Regions from separate parts of the Mus musculus genome. Here region 2 is linked to region 1. A link is a contact called in public Hi-C data. All regions are on one chromosome and are shown on one strand. Each heading gives the region's core, a stretch centred on a gene start, on an enhancer-like site or on the middle of the called end of the contact. The rest is flanking DNA. Distances are from core to core; before and after follow the strand shown. Region 1 overlaps Ralgps1 (Ral GEF with PH domain and SH3 binding motif 1). Region 2 overlaps Ralgps1 (Ral GEF with PH domain and SH3 binding motif 1).

The links. A called contact is a pair of places that touch in the nucleus more often than the background predicts.
Region 2: a Hi-C map of uterus shows a contact between it and region 1, with 7 times the contacts expected there. The contact joins two enhancer-like sites. A contact is called at or near these places in 2 of 39 promoter capture datasets (embryonic stem cells and trophoblast stem cells), 4 of 15 datasets of contacts at CTCF or cohesin (embryonic stem cells, large pre-B cells and pro-B cells), 19 of 484 Hi-C or Micro-C datasets (the G1E-ER4 cell line, the HL-1 cell line, bone marrow-derived dendritic cells and 8 more) and 11 of 115 datasets of contacts at active chromatin or transcription factors (the HPC-7 cell line, bone marrow-derived macrophages, embryonic basal ganglia and 6 more).

What each region holds. Positions count from the first base shown.
Region 1 is chr2:33,177,127-33,182,256 of GRCm38.p6, forward strand. All of the region lies in intron 8 of Ralgps1 (Ral GEF with PH domain and SH3 binding motif 1), which reads right to left. Gm13528 (a long non-coding RNA gene) reads left to right here. Exons shown (of 3, transcript XR_866131.3): 1 at 1-872; 2 at 4,443-4,820. Among named protein-coding and RNA genes, the nearest start is that of Gm13528, 4.4 kb to the left of the region's middle. Within about 2 kb of position 3,430, at least 33 of the 459 cell types and tissues checked have an H3K27ac peak or open chromatin away from gene starts, as enhancers often do. A contact at or near this core is called in uterus, where this site is marked.
Region 2 is chr2:33,344,539-33,349,175 of GRCm38.p6, forward strand. All of the region lies in intron 1 of Ralgps1 (Ral GEF with PH domain and SH3 binding motif 1), which reads right to left. Among named protein-coding and RNA genes, the nearest start is that of Ralgps1, 25 kb to the right of the region's middle. Within about 2 kb of position 2,278, at least 79 of the 459 cell types and tissues checked have an H3K27ac peak or open chromatin away from gene starts, as enhancers often do. A contact at or near this core is called in uterus, where this site is marked.

The DNA.
Region 1 (5,130 bases), core at 2,180-4,679:
CCAGATGCGGTGAGCAGACTCCAGCTTGGCTGACTCAGAGGCCAGCCAGCAGCTCAGCCCAGAAGCAGGGCAGGAGGTAGGGACTGAGGTTTCCTAGGGTCCCCTGGGAAGCCCTGTCCCTTCCTAGACCAGCACCTCTGGGAAAAGGAGATTGAAGAGATGCAGGGCTGCATACAGTCTCACTACTGTGTACTAAGATGTGCTCTGCAGGGATGTGCTGCCCATATTCATCCAACTGGCCTCCAGAGCAGAGAGGCCCTTGCTCAGACACAACTCTACTTGGAGAGTCCCTTGTGTTGTACCAAAGGGACAGTGTGGCCTGAGCCTCATTCCTGAGTAGTGCTCTACAAACCAAGGCCAGAGGAGCTGAGCATACCCTGGGGAAGGGCAGGGGTTCATTATTGTCTAAGACAGTGAGTTCCTAAATCCCTCGGCAAAACACCCAGACTCCAGCACCTGCTGCACCTCAGGCCCTGAGTGGTTAGCCTCATGTCACAGTGGTGAGGACAGGGTGAGTGACTGGGGACCTAGTCTTGTGAAGCTGGGCAGCGGACATCTACACTTTTGTACTCCCTCAACAGCCAGGGCTATAGAAATGGTGCGCTGTTGCCAACAGTGCAGGAACCCAGAGAAGTCTTTTCTGTTGTACTAGCCAACCACAGGAGATATTTCTAGGCCTGCAACATAAACCAGATGCTTGAATCCTGACAGCCGACTCCTCCCTGACAGGGCTCCTCACAGCCTGGGAGCAGGTCTGGGCGCATGCGCGTCCCCAGAGCAAAGTACACAGAGCTGCTTGGTGAACGTGAGGTGAGGAGACGGAGAATCAGGGGGCATGTTTGTGTTACCCCAGACAACAACCTGATGAGATGGTAAGATTGGGGGTGGAGGCTGTAGCAGTAGTTCAGTGGGTAGAGAGCTCTAACCTTGTTCACCCATGTTTCATAACGAAACCCTGTTCAAAAAAAAAAAAAAAAAAAGATGGTGCTGACTCAGGGTTACTAAGCACTTACTACATCCTGGTCCTAAACTGAAGATTCGGTCAGATTGTTGATTTCAAGGACAATGTGGCCACCAGGAAACGATGGTCCCTCTTCTACAGGACAAAGGGACTGAAACTAGAAGAGGCTACATTACTTTCTTGAGGCCACACAGTGGCAAAGTGGCCAAGGCAGGATCCACATACAGCTCTGTCCAGCTGTCATACACTGCACCAGGCTGCCAGCAGTACCCGGAAGCCAGTGAGGCAGGATGGGGACATCTAACAGCTGGACGAGGGCCTAGGTGCCCAGGCTCTGGTTCTTTCTCCTCCTCTCTACTGTGGAATTAACCTTCTCCAGAGGGGCTTGAAGGGAGGCTGTGGCTCCTCCCTCCTGATACACATCCCAGGCCTGCCTGAGCACATTAGTCTCCGGCCTTATATCAGTGGCCCACCCAGACCTGGGGGCCCTGCCAGCTCTGCCACACAGACCGGCTAGGAGTAGCAGAGGGGTGGCCATGGGAGGGATGGTCTGGCTACAACTGCTATAACCGTGGAAGGTAGGTCCCCAGACACCAGCCGCATGGGACCACCCAGTAGCTGGGCCAGTGCTGGGAGCCCATCTGGCCTGGGATAGTGCAGCTCCTGTTCCTGTTTAGACAGTGACTGCAGCAGATGACACTGTGCTGTTGGCCCTCTACCACAGACGGTAATTGGGCCAGCCACTGGCTTTGGCTGCAGTGGGGATCGGCGGTGCCAAGGGACTGGGCTAGACTGTGAGGTACTGACACAGTGAGGGAGGCTTAGGTGACGGGAAGAACCGCTGTCCATCATGTAGGCGGGGGAGGGGGACGTGCTGCTGGTCTCAGGCTCCTTTACTCTCAATTGTCCATACACTATGTTAAGACACTGAGGTGTCAGAGGAAAAAAGGGTAGGCCAAATTCCCACAGCTTCCAAGAAGACAGGGGTGGGAATTCAGGCCTGTCTTGACAGCAGCGCTAGGGGTAGGAACTGGGAGGCATGGGCTGGCCCAAAGAAGAGGGTCCCAGCTTGAGCTGGGAATGGGAGGCGTGCAGCTGTAGCCTCTCACCTGGGGGCACCTCACACAACCATGCCTGCTCACAGACTAGCCTTCCTTTGAGGCACACGGTTCCCCCAACTTCGCCTCTGCCCTGTGCCACCTTTGTACCGGCTGACAAAGGCGATGCCTTCAGAGAGGACCCCTGCCTGGTGGAGCGCAGTGGCTTCTGCAAGCCAGGAGCAGGCAGCCAGGCTGAGCCAAAGCCCATGGCTGGCCTGGAGCCCCACAAGCCCAGGGAAGGCTCACTGCACCCTTGTTCTTCCTGGCCGTCCTGTCTCACTTCCAGCCCCAGTCTGGTTTTGGTTTTTCTCACACCCCTATCTTTTCAATATGGAAAAATTCTGCTGTGTCGAGGGGAAAAGAAACCTGCCCGGCAGGAGAACACGCAGCTTTTCCATTTTACCACTTTCTATTTTCTCTTTCAAAGTCTGAGATGAAAGACTTTTTTCCACGCTCTTTCTGCTTTGCCTGAAAAGATGACTTTCAGAATTCAGAAATGAGGAGCTGGCCCCCAGAGCTACACTTGTGTGGTTCCACCCCATAAACCATCCTGGTAAATACCAAATGAAATAACAGAGTGCCTGCTCATTAGAGCTGCGTGGTTTGCTTTGGTCTTTAAGACAGCAGCAAGCAGACCCACTGTCTGCGGGCAGCCCTGGCTCCCTGAGAGGAGGATGGAGACGATTGTATTAATTAATGCCTGCCAATTAACATCTATCATGCAAACTGGGAACTTCAGAATGAATCCTTATATAAAGTCTAGGCCTTATGGAAAGTTTGTGGCCTCTGACTGCCAGAGAGACAAATGTTTCCCAGGCTTTCAGCATGGGGCAGTCACGTGTCAGCTGGGGAGTAGACATGGTTTCCGGTGTGAGCACATGGCCTTGTTAGTAATTGCAAATGCACGTGGGCAGAGTCCCTTAGCAGGACTGACCCCTGGGGCGCAGGAGAATGCCACCCCCTCCAGCCTCCCTAGGAAATGAGGGCATAGCCTCAGGTTCCTCAGGAGATCTACAGGCGTGAGGAGGTGATGGCCCAGCCAGAGGCCCCCACCCACCCAGACAGCCGTGAGGCAGAGCAGGTAAGAAGCGTGAGGGAGGCAGCCATCTGTGTACTGGTAATGGGTTTGTTTTGCGCTGGACACTGTGCTGTGTAAAAAACTTTCACTGATCTTTCATTAACTTTATTGGCAAAAGAAAAGAAGCTGACGCATTGCTCTGCCCAACACCCTACTCCCCACTCTTGGAAACAACCCCGATTTCCTTTGGGAGAAATCAGGCCCCCCACGCTCAGAACCCACGTGCTCAGTGGGTCTGGAGCAGCTCCATCCCCTCTTCTGCCCAGGGAGTGAAAACAAATTGTATAAACTAACCGTACTGAAGAGAGGAAAGCCTCACAAACTACAAGCTATGCACATACGCCACGGAGCTGTGTAACCGAGGGAAAGAAATGCAGCTGCAGGCACATTAACACTTTACATAAGAAAGGAGACTATTCATTTCATAGAAGCAGAAAAACAAATAAAAACACAAAAGCAGAAATAACTTGAAAAATTTAAATGACATTTATGCACACTACGATGCACATGTGGAAGCCAGAAGACAGCTCTTAGAAGTAGTCTCCTGCCTCCTGCCACACGGGCTCTGGAGATGGAACTCAGGGGGTCAGCTGTAGCTGCTGGTGCCTGTCCTCACTGAGCCATCTTCTTGGCCCATAAAATTTTCTATATCAGAAGTGACAAATAAAGGTGATGTTTGATGTTTAATTCTGGGGGGGGGGGGGGGAGCGGTGGTGGAGCACACCTGCAGCCCCAACACTCAGAAGCAGAGGCAGGAGGATCTCAGAGTTCAAGGCCAGCCTGGCCTACAGAGTGAGTTCCAGTATAGCCAGGACTATATAGAGAAACCCTGTCTTAGAAAACAAACAAACAAAGAATTAAAAAAAAAATAAAGCAGTCAAGCTTTTAATATGTATGATTAAGGGGGAAATAAAAATTTAAAAAGATTGGCATATAAGTAGGGATGAGAAGGGAAATGGTTCCAAGTGTGCAGAGAAGTTAAAACAGTCGCAGCTTTCTTTTTAAAATGCCTTCAAAATATCTACAGTTCTACCCATAGACTTGGACTGCTCTCAACCTTGGTCCACAAAACTGCTTTTTGAAGAGGGCAGGCATCACTGGAGAGATGGGAACGCCAGGTGTGAGAGGTCTGCACTGCCTCTGAGGCTGTGCTGATGTCTGTGGTCCACTGCCACTGGGGACCATGACTGGGCAGTGCTGCGGCTGGCAGTGCTGATGCCCATGACCTGTATTACCATGGAAGGCCATACAGATAGATATCCTTGGTCTATGCTGCCACCTAAAGCCATGTTAATGTCCCCAGGCCGTGCTACTATTGGACTATGTTGGTGTCCATGACCCATCCTACCACCAGAGACGATGCTGAGGTCCACGGCACTTGCTGACACAAGGGTGGATATCAGTGCTGTCACCAGAAACCATGTAGAAGCCCATGAACCTCACTCCTGTTGACTATGAAGGACAAGGAAGCATCTGCTGTACTGGTACTGATGACTGAGGACTCACATTTGAGAAACATAGAAGACTCCTGTGATAACCTCCCTTCCCCATACACACACACACATACACACACACACACACACACACACACACACACACACACACACACACACACCCCTAACAACCTAGAAGGAAACCATCGAGGAGATGTGGAGAGGAGGCTGAAGTGTGGCTCTCCATGGTAGGTGGCTCTGGCAGGGTGCGGTTAGTGGGAAGGACTCACTTTTAAGGGCTGGCCACCGAGAGTGTGGCCATGTTCCAGTGACTGTACAGACAGCACAAACTGGACTTGGCTGGTGTTTTGTTTTGTTTGATTCTTTTTTGAGCTACAAGGGTTAAGGGGACAGACTTGGAAGTAAGGGTGACCAGGGTGCATTGTATAAAATTCCCAAATAATCAATAAAAATATGTTTGAGAGAGAGAGACCAGAGAGACGAGAGACGAGAGACGAGAGACGAGAGAGAGAGAGAGAGAGAGAGAGAGAGAGAGAG
Region 2 (4,637 bases), core at 1,028-3,527, 170 kb after region 1:
TATGCTGATATACTCTCAGAGGCTAGAAGATAGCACTGAGTCCCTTAGAGCTAGAGTTACAGGCAGTTGTAGGGCTGGGAACTAAACTCAGGTCCAGGAGAAGAGCAGAAAGTCCTACCAATCTCTGAGCCTTGTCCTCAGCATGTATGCGTGGATTCTGAAGGACTGGGGCAGTCCAGTTTTCCTGCACATGATGAAGTGTGTAACTAGGTAGGGCATTAAAAGGGCCAACATGGGGCCACTAAGAAGAGCCACAGTGCTGGTATGAAGCTGAGGAGGGGTCTTCCGGGTCAGGAGATGGGAGGTGGCCTCAAGCGTGCGAGCACAGCATGGGGCACTGGGTCCCAGAGCACAGTCAGCAGAGGCTCCTTCTCACTGCCTCAGCTGTGTCCTCCCATCTTACAGGTGCTGAGGAAGCCCAGCGAGCAGGACAGGAGCCTGTGTGGCCACAGCATCAGTGCCTGCCTCTGCTCTCCCCTCGTCCGATCACAAGTGAAGGGTTCACCAACCCTTGCTCTGTGCAGGATTCCAGCCCTAGACCCAAGGACAGCAAATACAGCTTGGCCCTCAGTGCCTCTGCCACAGAGGCTTTGTCCCGGACTCTGGAGACAGGACTTGCATGCATTCTGTAAACCTCCTCTGTGGTAGTCTGAATGAAGATGGCCCCTAGCTCATAGGGAGTGGCACTATTAGGAGGAGGTGTGTCCCTGGCAGTGGACTTTGAGGTTTCAGATACCATGCTTCCCATCGTGACAATAATGGACCAAACCTCTGGACTATAAGCCAGCCCCAAATAAATGTTTTCCTTCTAAGAGTTGCCATGGGCTTGATGCTTCTTCACATCAACAGCAATACTAAGACGCCACTCTGCAGATGTAAATACAGTGACTGAGGGAGATGGATTCAACTATTATGTGCAGACACATCTTTTCACATCTGAACTCTGTATCCATAGGGAAGGTGGTATCAGCTGCTTAGGCTGGGCACAGCAGCCTGTACACACAAAAACCCATTCTTCCCACCCTCCCTCGACCTCTCTACCTCTCAGCCCTCCCCACCCTGTCTCCTGCATACACAGGCAAACACACTCTTGCTGCCAACCCTCCTGGAAACCCAAACAATGCAAGAGTAAAAGCAGTTCTCATGATGTAATTCCTTAAGAGCGTGGCAGCTGTTATCAGAACCACAGAACAACCCCGCGTCTTTCTCTGCTCTTTGGGGGTGGGGGGAGTCCCAGAGAGGGAAAGGAAAAGCCCAGATGCAGCCCTGGGTTCTTCCCAGGCAAAGCGCTCCTCAAGACTGTCAGCTCAGGAAAGCACAGGACGGCCTGAGATGAGCAGGCCAATGAGCAGGCCCTAAGGGCAAAGCAGAATGATCACTTTTTCCTAAGACAGTAGAGGCTGTCTCAAAGAAAATGCATACAACCAAGCCTGCCCAATTACAGGAGTGTGATTTCTTCCAAATGTTGCAAGCACGAATGAAAATGGATCCCAAACAGGTTGGGAGAAAGAGCCGCATCCAGGGGTGAACTGGGATGTGCTGTCACGGTCACTGCACTGGGAGCACCACTCTTTGCTGGCTCATGCACAGAAGCTGTGTGGAAGACCAATGGGGAGGAGCCTGAGCCTGCTCTGCTTCTGCCCCTCCTCCAGTACTCTCTATTTTAGAAGTCACAAGCATGGGCCCTCCTGCAGCAGGGCCACAGTGAGTCAGACCTGCTGTGGCCAATGGGCTTTAGAGAGCGCTCTGGGAAAGGCAAGTGAGGAGATGTGAGACACCCATCTTTGTGAAGATGGCTCAGAAGTCTGGGAAGAAGATTCCCTTCTGCGTTGTTAAGGATGTGGGGTGTCTAGATCAGGAGTCTAGTATTCTGGGCCCCTCTCCACTCAATCACATGCTTGATTTTAATGATTCAAAGAACATCTGCCTTGGGACTAAGCAAGCAATGTTACTTCAAGGAGAGGGGTCACAGTCTCTGCCCGGCAGGTGCAGAGATGCTTCTGTGCTTCTCTGTAGCCAAGTCTCCTCCCAAAACCCAAGCCACCCAAGACCCCTGAACAGTCCCCCACTGTGTCCCTGCTTCCACACGGTGACCCTTGCCAATGAAGATTCAGAAACGACAAGGTGTACAGTAAAGGGGTACACGATCCTACACACAAAGCCAGAGAGCCCTGAGCTGGGATGCCTGGTGCTGGCCTGGTTCACAATGAGGCTCTTGTTCTCTTCAGTCACTCCTCCAAGTCCTGAGACCAAGTTCCTCTTCTTGAAACCAGGAGGGTAGGGGTAGGTGGTGGATCTGCAATCACACGTTCATTAACAAACACCACAAGCACTGTCCTTGGCCCCAACTTCGTAACAAGTAGCTGGGCAGCCCCCAAGAGGAGAGGAACTGTGCCAAGAGGATGAGGCGAGTGGGCAGCTGGCAGACAGAGGCACACAGGGTCTGTCACCTGTGAACAGAGGCTAAAGCAGGGGCTCAACCAGCTCGCCAAGCTCTTGCAGCCCCATCCCACACGCTATAGGGCCCTGTTGGGATGAGAGGGGTGTGAATGTCCACAAGTGTGTGAGGACAGGGGACATTTTCACAGCACTCCATAAACTGAGTTTGCTCTCCACTGCATGAAGTGCACCCCCATATTTGCTTTCTCCTCTCCAAACTTTGCTGGAGAAACAAACAAACTTAAAATATGAATGAAATGGTTTCAGCCCTGAAACCCGGGGAAGGAAGACATGAATGAGCAAACAGGACTAGCTTGAGGGAAGGAACTCTGGGTGCCAGGCATCCAGCCTCAAAGTCGGTTCCTTTCCACTAACGGCATCCAGCAATAAACACAACAGCTCAAACCAGAGCAGACCTGGGCAAGGAGTTTAAAGAAATGTGCAGAAGTCACCTGAAGAAAACAATAAACTCTCATTAAAAGGTTTTAAGGGCTTGGCTCAGGGGCAAAGGCTCACGCCACCAAAGCCTGACAACCTGAGTTTGGTCCCTGGGACCCACATGGTAAAGACCTCTGTAAACTGTCTTCTGACCTCCACACACATACACACTCAAACACACACAGAATCAATAAACTTAATGTTTTTGTTAAAGAGTTCTAGGGGCTGAAGATGGCCCCTTGGTTAAAAGTACTCACTGCTCTTGCAGTGGACCCATCACACACACACACACACACACACACACACACACACACACACACACACACCTGCCAGCACCCATGTGGTGGCCCCCAACCATCTGCAACTCCAGTCCCGAAGGATCTGTCGCCCTCTTCTGGCCTCCACAAGTAGTGCATGCACTCAGTACACACATTCATGCAGGCAAAACACCAGTACACATAAAATAAAAATACGTTTAAATCTTCCTTTTAAGCTTTAACTCCCTTTGAGACAATAACATAAATTCATCAATTCTCCCCTCTATACAAGCATCTGAGAGGCAGAGCTGGATCTCTCTGAGTTCAAGGCCAGCCTGGTCTACAGGGTGAGTTCTAGAACCGCCTGAGAAACCCTCTCTCAAAAACCAACAACAAAAAAGCAAAAACAAACAAACAAAAAGAATAAATGCTCAGCAAAAGGGAATAGTTAAACAGACCCCCCCCCAAATTAAAACATTTGAGGAAAAACAGATTTGTGTTTTTAGTCTTAGAAGAAAGCAGCTCTCCCTCAGGGTCACAATAATGTCAGGAAGCCAAGGAAACCAGCGGCCAGCATGGGTGTGTGCGTGCTCTGACTAGCTTCCTGTAGTGTTGGGGATGGAACCTGGGTTCTGCCACATACTAGGCAGATCTTTGGCTACTGAGTCACCCATCCATGGCCCACCTGGCAGATTTAAATGTTAACAAGCTTAACTTCAGGATAGAAAGGGAACATGGAAAGACCAAAGGCAGCCAGTAATGCCAGGAAAAGGTTTGTGGGATCACGTGGCAGGTGATGACTGAGCATCTCTGATGTGGAAAGTCCCCTGGCTGGACTCCTGGCAGACACGGCACCTTCAAGCCTGGAAACATGAAGACCCACAAGAGCTGAAAGCACAGCACGAGGCCATGGCTGCACTCAGCATGGCAGGGACCATCAGGACAGGCCACCAGGCCTGCACCAGGAAGCCACAGACTCCAACCCACACATGCGCTTCTGTGCCCCATTACACTGCATCAGACAATCAAGACATCAGGACTTACAGACAATGAAAGATGCCCACAGCTCAGGCGCCTGCTCACATCAGCACACTCATCCAGCCAACAAATGTTTGCCCAAAGTCCTATTTGTACCAGGTACTATCCTGGATTCCAGGGACAAAGCAGCAAGCAAGAAGCCGGAAACCCCTCAGTAAACAGCAAATAAGGCATTCAGTAAATACACGGCTTGTCAGCAAGTGATACTAGATAAAGAGGAGAACTAGAGAGGCCCATGAGCAGGGCAGGGAGAACTGGCTTCCAGTTGGCACATCTCACTAAGAAAGTGCTTACACAAACACATGCTTGAGGCTGCTAACAACACATGCACACACATGATGAAGACATACAGAAAACCTGCTACACAAACTAACAGCCCTGCCTCCCAAAGAAACTCCAGGTGCACTTAAATGTCTACCGTTTTGTATACTTCAATGCTGTCTATTTATAGTAGGTATGGAAAAC